Linked DNA regions of Triticum aestivum: region 2 is linked to region 1. The links are chromatin contacts, called in public Hi-C maps. All regions are on one chromosome and are shown on one strand. Each heading gives the region's core, a stretch centred on a gene start, on an enhancer-like site or on the middle of the called end of the contact. The rest is flanking DNA. Distances are from core to core; before and after follow the strand shown.

Evidence for each region. Hi-C and Micro-C count contacts between places; a contact is called where the count stands out from the background.
Region 2: a contact with region 1 is called in a Hi-C map of leaf, with 4 times the contacts expected there. The contact joins the promoter of LOC123164491 here to the promoter of LOC123167894 in region 1.

The regions. Positions count from the first base shown.
Region 1 is chr7D:373,216,113-373,220,575 of IWGSC CS RefSeq v2.1, reverse strand. LOC123167894 (brassinosteroid-responsive RING protein 1) reads right to left here and starts at 3,113. Exons shown (of 1, transcript XM_044585758.1): 1 at 1,845-3,113. The coding sequence starts at 2,929. The coding sequence ends at 2,411.
Region 2 is chr7D:373,724,445-373,728,647 of IWGSC CS RefSeq v2.1, reverse strand. LOC123164491 (protein PAF1 homolog) reads right to left here and starts at 2,085. Exons shown (of 12, transcript XM_044581999.1): 1 at 964-2,085; 2 at 259-327. The coding sequence starts at 1,670.

The DNA.
Region 1 (4,463 bases), core at 1,864-4,363:
GCTTATGAGAGAGATGCCTCTACTGAACCTATGGCCCTCGGATCTACTCACTTGATGTTTACTGAAACCCTAGAAATATTGTTGTAATTTATTTTCCTTTTATTTCTATTTCTATTTCTATTTTATCTATCTACCACTACCAGATTTAGTCCTTGCAATTGGTGAGGGGGTTGACAACCCTCTTGCTTTCATTGGGTGCAAGCATTTGCTTTGTGTGTGCAGGTACCGTTTATCTTTTTTGTGTAGTGTCTCCTGCTGGTTCGATAAATCTTGATTCTTAACTGAGGGAAATACTATCTATTACTATACTACATCGCCCTTCCTCTTCGGAGAAATCCCAACGCCTATCACAAGTAGCACACACATCAAAGAATAAGCACCTGCGTCACACAAAGAGCGAGAACATGAGTACCCGCCCCCACCGACACACGGTATCCCTCCCAAATCCACGTATATCATGCATGACCGACCCAGGAAACACCAAATCGAGTACCACGACGAACAAGAACCAACCTCCACAGTGACATCCTCACCGACCACCGACAATAAACCTAGAGTAGCTGGCACAACGCAACCGAAAACTACCGACCGTCCACCACCCCTGCAACAATGGAAGTACGAATGATTTGGGCAACACGAAACTGGACAAACCGAGCATCCCGGTGCTGGGCGAGAACCAGCCTCCACACCGACATCCCAACACCCACCGAAAACACAACGAGAGTAAAGTATCCGACAACAGCATACCATTCACCACCCTGACAACAACGCACGAGATATACCTGGCATAGCCTAACCAACATAAGCTAACAACTAAGTAAGGCACGGCTACGCCACCCGGGCAACACCACACAAGACAAACTGAATACCACAACAGACTCTCGAACATGCCGAGAACCAGCCTCCAGCCCACCCTCCTCGTAGCCCACGAACAAATTGGGAGTTACCGACGGCCAGGTAAGGCATGGCTACGTCCACATCGACCAATCACACGAAATGTGCATGTAAGGGCAACAGAAAACACCATAGAAAGGTAGCCCGAGCGCGTCCGCGACCCACGCGTCATGGACCCCCAAGGCCGCTAGCTCAGGAGCACCAGTAAAGATGATGGGGAGGGCGCCAAGCAGACAACGCAGCGAGGGGCGTGCGGATGGGACGGTGCGAAAGGCACTCGTGAGCGAGGATGTCTGCAAAAAAAAAGGAGGACGCCCGCAGGAGGTGGTTACTCCAGCATCTCTTATAGCAGTCATTTGTATATTTTGACATCTTGAATATGTATTTGCGGCGAAAGATGTTATTGACATATGTACTCCCTCCGTTCCTAAATATAAGTCTTTGTAGACATTTCAAATAGAATACAATATACGGATGCATGTAGACATATTTTAGTGTGTAGATTTATTAATTTTGCTCCGTATGTAGTCACCTGTTGAAATCTATAGAAAGTACATTTGGGAACGGAGGGAGTAGATGATTAGTTTAGTTGTCTGACAAACAAAGAAAATATAGTACCTTTTCAATCCTATCGCGCATTGTGCGTGCAGCGTGCTGCGTGCACCATTACTAGTGTCTGGTAAGTATTTGAGGGAAGTGGCTAGTAGCACGTAGTGTCGATTAATTAAGCACTGTGCACGTTGCTTTAAGCAATGCTTATCCTAACCCCTCTACATTGACGTGAGGCTTACCCTCTAAACACCAAACATGATGGTAACATATCTACTATTGGGAAAAGCCCAATTGAGGTCCATCCACCACCTACACTACATACAATCTACATAACCTCTTTTACAATACAATCCACGTATATAACTTTGATATACGAAAAAAAAGCGCACGGCAAAGAATAAGATAAGTTGAGTGATGTCAGACAATTCTTATTCATTCTTCGATATTGTCAAGTGGAGGCAGCTATGTACATCTCTCTTTCTTGATCTCTCTCTCTTAATTCCCCTCATAAAATAAGTTAATAGAAAAGGAGAAAAGAAAAGGAGAAGGGGAAGGAAATTACAAAAAAGAAGATTAAAAAAGTGAAGTGGGTGAGGTTGAAGAGGAGCTGAAAAAGAGAGAGAAGAGCATATGGATCTGCAAGTGCTATGCATAGTGCTCATTCACCAGATCCAATGCAGGTAGCCATCCCTGTCCTCCTCATAATTAGTGCCTCACCTACCAATAATACTCCACCACACAAACGTACACACACGCACGCACACCTCTTCTTCTCGCTCTGTCTCTCTCTCTCTCTCTCTCTCTCTCTCTCTCTCATCCCCTTTTGATTTCTCTCGTGAAAGCATGGATCCGTGGAGAGATGGGCGGATGGATGGAGAAGGGCCTAGCTAGCTAGCTATACGGACTGACCTATCTCTGGCGGCGAGGCCGCAGCGGCAGAAGGGTCGCTCCTTGGAGCGTGAGGTCAGAAGGAAAAAGAGGGCAGCTTGCCGGCGTCGGCGTCGGTGGGGAGGAGGAGCGCGCGGCAGAGGGGGCAAGTAGCCTGACCCTTGTCGACCCACTTGTCTATGCAGGCCTTGTGGAAGGCGTGCGCGCAGTTGCCGAGCTCGCGGACGCGGTGCCGCGCCTCGAGCGCGCCCAGGCACACGGCGCAGCAGGTCGACGCCGCCGCGGCCCCGGCGGCGCAGCGCCGGCTCTTGAGGTCAGCATACCGGACGGCGGGGAGGCGCGCCTTGATGGCCGCCGGCGCGGGCGCCGGCCCGGATGCCAGGGATAAAGAGGACGAGGGAGCCGCTGCCTCCGCCACGGCCCAGAGGTCCGGCGGCGGCGCGTAGGCCGGGTGGTCGTCGGCCGCCGGCGGCGCCGCGAGGCCGAGCGAGGAGAGGCAGAGCAGGACCGCGTGGCGGAGGAAGTCGAGCAGCTGCAGCACCAGGATGAGCGGCTGCGGCAGGATGACGCAGTAGCACACTGAGGGGAACCCCATGGCCGGCGGGCACGCTTGTAGTTAGAGAGAGAAAGCACGGCAGGAGCGAGAGAGAGGGAGGTGGGACGGTGGGGGTGAGGGGAGGAGAGGTGGGGTCTATATATAAGCGAGAGGGATGGATGCGTTTTGTGGGCAGGCTATGTTTGGAGGGGAGGAGAGGGGGGGAGGCTACGCGTACTACAAAAGAAAACATGTCAAGCGAGAATAGACGGGCTACGTGCACGGTTGGAAGATTTATAGACCTTGTCTGCCCGTGACGCTGACAACGTGCGTGCTCTCGCCGCCGGAAATATCAGCACTCTCGCGGTCTCACTTGTCTTTAGCCATACGTGTTGCCTGATTAAGCGCAGTGCAACCCGCAGTTAGCTCGAGAAGACGTGCGTGTGGGTGTGGCTTTGTTAGAGCACTAGCACATCTGGCGAATGTCTTTTGGCGTTTGCACCTGCGGTTTTTTGGCCTTAGGAGCGATCGAATTTCCAGTCGTGCTTCTAGGTTTCGGCCCCAAGATGTCAAAAAATTGAACTTGTCTTTCCAGCTGCCAAAAAACGCCACAAATTCGGCGATCATCATGCCACAGGCAGGCGATCGAACATACCCAAAAGTCTGGCTATCAAAAGGAAGGAATCATAGACATGGAACGCATCAAACGGCAGGCTCCTCTGCCGTGGGACTGGCCGAGGGCGGCGTCGGCGTCGGCGTCAGCGCAGCTTTAGTACTCGGGCTCGGCGTCGGCGCAGCTTCAGTGCTCGGGTTGTGCGTTGGCGTCGGCACAACTTCATTGCTCGAGCTGGGCATCGGCGTTGGCATAGCTTCATTGCTCGGGCTGGGCGTCGGCGTCGGCGTGCGTAGAGGCGGTGGTCGCCGTCGGTCCCGGCATCTGGTTCAAGACGAGGCTACGCTCCGCTAGGTACCATGCCTTCACCTGCTCGTCCATCGTCGACATATCTGCCGCCATGAATAACGCCAGGTCGGTATTCCTCTTCTTCGCGGCGACGTTGGTCCTGAGAAGGTCGAGCTTGACGTCCTGCTTCGTCATCAACTAACGCCGACCACCTCGCTTCGGATTTATCCTCCCTCTTGGCGGCGTTGTTCTTGGCGTCAGCGATGCACTGCTCGATCAATTGTAGCCGTTCGGCAGCGGGTGTCGCGCCCCTCGCCGCCTTAGCTCTTTTGTTGCCAGTAGGGCGCCCTTCTGCCGCCGCCTGGGCAGGCGCGTCCGGCTTGTAGGTCTCCTTGGCCTTGGCGAGAGCGAGCCGGCACTCCCTCCACTTCTCGCACGACTCGATCCTGGAGAATGCGTGAAGGAACTTGAACTCTTGGTCACTGTTGTCCTGGCGAAACATGTTGAACATCCGAACCATCTGGATAGCCGAAGAACAAGTGTCGGCGAAGCACACAACGAAAGAACTAAGACGACTGTCCATACGTGACCCTCGACGTTGGCGCCGCTTTCCGGGCGAACCGCGACCTCCTCTAGGATCCCATGCCACTTGTTGCAGGCTGCCTGGATGGTCACCCAATGGTTCGCCATGGC
Region 2 (4,203 bases), core at 836-3,335, 510 kb before region 1:
GGTATAAATACAAGTTTAGACCTGCCATATGCTCAAACAGGTTGTCTCGATAAAGAGAATGATCATTATACAATAATGAGCTAGAAATTCATTTAACGCCTAAATAATATCAGGTGAACGGAAAAATCACAAATATGAAACGAACGATGTAATGTATATAGTAAAACTAGATAAGCAACACTGAAATGGCTTTCACTGCACCAAACATAAGTAACAACAGAACAGAGCAATCTGATCAAAATACGAGTAGAAAACTACCGGTCCTTGTCCTTATTCAGAGGCAGCCATTTCAATTGAGCACTTGGGTCTGGCAGTTCATTCCTAAACCTGCATTAACAAGAGAAGAAGGAAAATACAGGGTCATACAGTAGTTTAGTTCTAGACACAGAAACAAAAAATTTCATGCAGACACACTTTTCGAAAGGAAACTGTCAATTAATGGAGCTATGCTTTGAGAACCATTTTGCCTACCCGTGTGCCTGCCTACTGCACAAAATGGTTCATCTTTCTAGTTTCATAACAAGAAATAGGTAGTGCACGAAATCATAGCTCGTGAATCCTTTGATGCTACTCTAGAATCACACAGACGTGATCATTTCTCTAAGCACATACAAAAACAGCATATATGACAAAAACATAAGAATCATTAGTAAGATATAGTTTATGTATTAACAAAAAATAACATATTCCCAAAAGCTAGAAAAAGGAAAGGTCGATCTTTGATCCTAACGCCACTGACTTCTCCAATGACGTTGCAGTTGCACCAAAATTCAAACAAGTCGTTTGTTGCTTGTCCTGAATCAGCAGTACAGCATTTGGCAACTGCTCAGATTGCCAGCCAAAATACCCAAGTGCATGATAAGCATAATAATTTACTCAAGCACGCATTTTACACTGAAAGGGCTCCAATTTCCTCCAACTAGCACTTGCATAGACCAAAAGTCCAAATTTTCGTATACTCACTTGTGCTTGCAGAGGAACGTTGTCGGCTTCTTGAGCCGATTCTCGAACCTCTCAGTGTTTGGTGCGGAGGCTGGGCGAGACACAGTTGTCGCCACCCGAGTCCCGCCTGATGGCTGGAGGTGCCGGCTCTGAGGCTGTGGCTGCTTCTGCTGTTGCGCGGCGCGCACCTGCTGTGTCTTCTGCAGAATGGTGGCCTGCGACTGGCGCATCATCTGCTGCTGCTTCCGGTCCTCAACCTTCTGCTTCTCATATTCGCGCTTCTTCCTTGCTCGCCGCTCCTCCTCCGTCTCCACTCTTGGCAGTGCCGCCTTGGCCTGCTGCTCCTTTGGTGGCGGCGGAGCCACCCGTGGGGGTGGCTGGGCAGGAGGTGGTGGCGGTGCCGAAGGGGGAGGAGACATTGGTGGTGGTGGAGGGGGCGCTTGATTGTTGTTCCCGCCATACGGCGGCGGTGGAGGCTGGTAATACATCTGGGGCGGCGGCGGCGGCTGTTGCTGCTGCTGCGGGGGCACGTGGCCGAAGTTGTACTGAGGCTGGTGTGGCGGGGGCGGTCCGGGCGGGGGCGGCGGCGGCGCGTGAAACTGTGGCGGTGGCATCTGGCCGTACCCTGCCTGCGGCGGCGGCGGCGGCGGCGGCTGCCCGTACGGGTTGACAGGCCGGGCCTGCGGCGGGAAGGCCCCCTGAGGCGGCGGGTACGGCCGGTAAGCCATCGCGCGCCCCCCAGCAACACACCAACCCCACTGTCGCAGCTACCTCTCCCGCCGCCGCCGCCGCCGCCGCCGCCTCCTCCTCCGCTATGCTTCTAGAGCCGCGGGGGCAGCTCCGGGGACCCACTAGATCTACCCGAAGATCACAGCGCTGTGTGTCGAATTCGGAGCGGAGGAGACAGAGGAGAGCGTGGGGAAGAATCGGAGTCTTGCGCAGATGCGCGAGAGGGATCCAAAAGTGGTACCACCAGAGAACGGTTTTGATTCCAAGATCGCGGAGTTTGAAATGAATTCCCTCGTGTTTTGCTTGAATTTGGGGACGATTTTGGTTTAAATTCGCTACAATCTAGCTGAAGTTTTTCGAGATCCTAATATCTGGCTGACGTTTCTCCTCACAGAGGAAGGCCAACGCGAACGATACAATCGATGGGACTCCTGGGTGCTCCACCCCTTATAAGAATATTAATTTCAAGAAATATCAGGATTTTTTTTTTGAAAAAAAACTGGAATTTAGGGATGACAAACCTAGGTGCCCAATCTACCCCGTGTGAAGTTTCATGAAAAAATATCCGGAAATGTATATGTGATGAAGAAAATACAGTCACGCCTAAAATCCATCCAACTAGTTTTCTCCATACATAGAGAAAAAATTCACCCGCAAAAAAATACGTTTCCTGGTAAAAATAAATTCATGAAATTTCACGGAAGTAGATTAGGCACCCAGGTTTGATATCCCAAAATTTAAGGGTTTTTTTCTGTTTTCTTTAATTTAATACTCATATATAGGTTGGTGGAGCAAGCAAATTGTTTTGGTTCTCTACATAAAACACCTCACAGGGAATATTTTGTTGTACATGCCTTTTCTTAGGCCTCCAGGCCCAATCACCATATAAATAAAAAAATAAAGTTAGTCCATGGCAAAAATACACATCTAAAAATCACCAAAAAAATGCTCTAGAAAAATCAGAAAACCATGGCCATACAAAAAAAATTGCCATGGAATATAGTATGAATTGCTAAATGTCTATAAAAACGCACATACAAAAATTATGTAATAGCCATGATAGTATGAAAAACAAACATTCGTAAAATTTGTCGTGACACACACAAAAAATGTACCTACTTTTTTCTTAAAAGACAAAACAAAAAATTCCATGACACACATGTTATACACAATAAAATTTCCATCGTCCATGGCAAAATTGTATTCAAAATGAGCACAAAACATGTAGCGAGAATTGCGATGATTTTTCATTTGCCAAGATCTATGAAATAGACTCCCCTAAAATTAGCATGTGAAAAAAAATACAAGTAAGTTGCAAAATATGCTATGTTTTGGAAACGAGAAAAAAATGTGAAATTGCCATGAGACTATATGAAACACTATTAAAACATTACAAATTGCCACATGACAAAGAGGATACAATTACAAAATTGCCATGATTTGGAGCTAATTTTTTTTGTTACATGGCAATATTTTTTAGATTTTGCCATGACAAAAAATTGTCATGTAGTCAAAATATAAAAATGTCATAATTCGTAAATTGAAAATTGCCATGGTCTACATAATACCATGCTACATAAAACATTTTAACACAGAATGGCTAAATTTGAATGGTGCATGGGAAACAAAGTTTACCATGCTACCTGCAATAAACTTGATTCTGCTGTGAGAGGTGTCTTTCAATTTCATTGACCAAAAGTAATAGACAGATGCTCCTTCCACTGCCGAAACGCAATACACTGCCATGGCACACTACTAGATAGATTGTATGGCTTCGTTGGTGACTTTCTGATTGCGGGTTTCATTTGAAAAAGCTCAACACCATTCATCTTGCGTCAAATCCGACTTGGTCTTTCATGCAAGAGTTCCATTTTTTTCCCGCTAGCTAGGCAAGGCAAGAATAAGAATAAGAAATAAGGGGCACTAGTATAGGTATCTATATTCCCTGTAGTCCTAGGATTTTTTGTATGGTAAGTGGGTCAATTGGGGCAAAGTGGAAGAGTTCACCATCAAATCAAGGTTAGTCAACACGTCAGCGGTCCTTTCACCTAAGAAAATTATAATGATCCCTTAGGCAAAGTCAGGTTAATCGGTTTCCAGTTCCCCTTGTGCTCCGAGGGAAATAAAGGGGAAATCACTAATTCATTTGAAGCATTTTTCTAATTGTGGCATGACGTTCTAAACCCAACTCATGTAACACTGTCATCGACGAACAACCGAACCCTTGGGACCTATACTAGCTTTCCCTTTGTTAGGATTAAAAAAAAGTAAGGTTTTGGAATAATATGAATTGACTTATCAAACAAGAATTCCAATTGTTTAATAATTTGGATTCTTCTTTGAATGTACTTTTATGTCCTGAATTCCCTTTCAAACTACGTTCTTGCCTACATAAGTCCCGAATTCCAAATCAAGAGATTTGTTGTGGAATTTTTCAACTGAGTAAAGTAATAATACTATGAACTCGATCATCTAATCACCATTGAATGAAAAAAATGAAACTCAATTTTCAGGGAAAACTTTGTTTTTGCG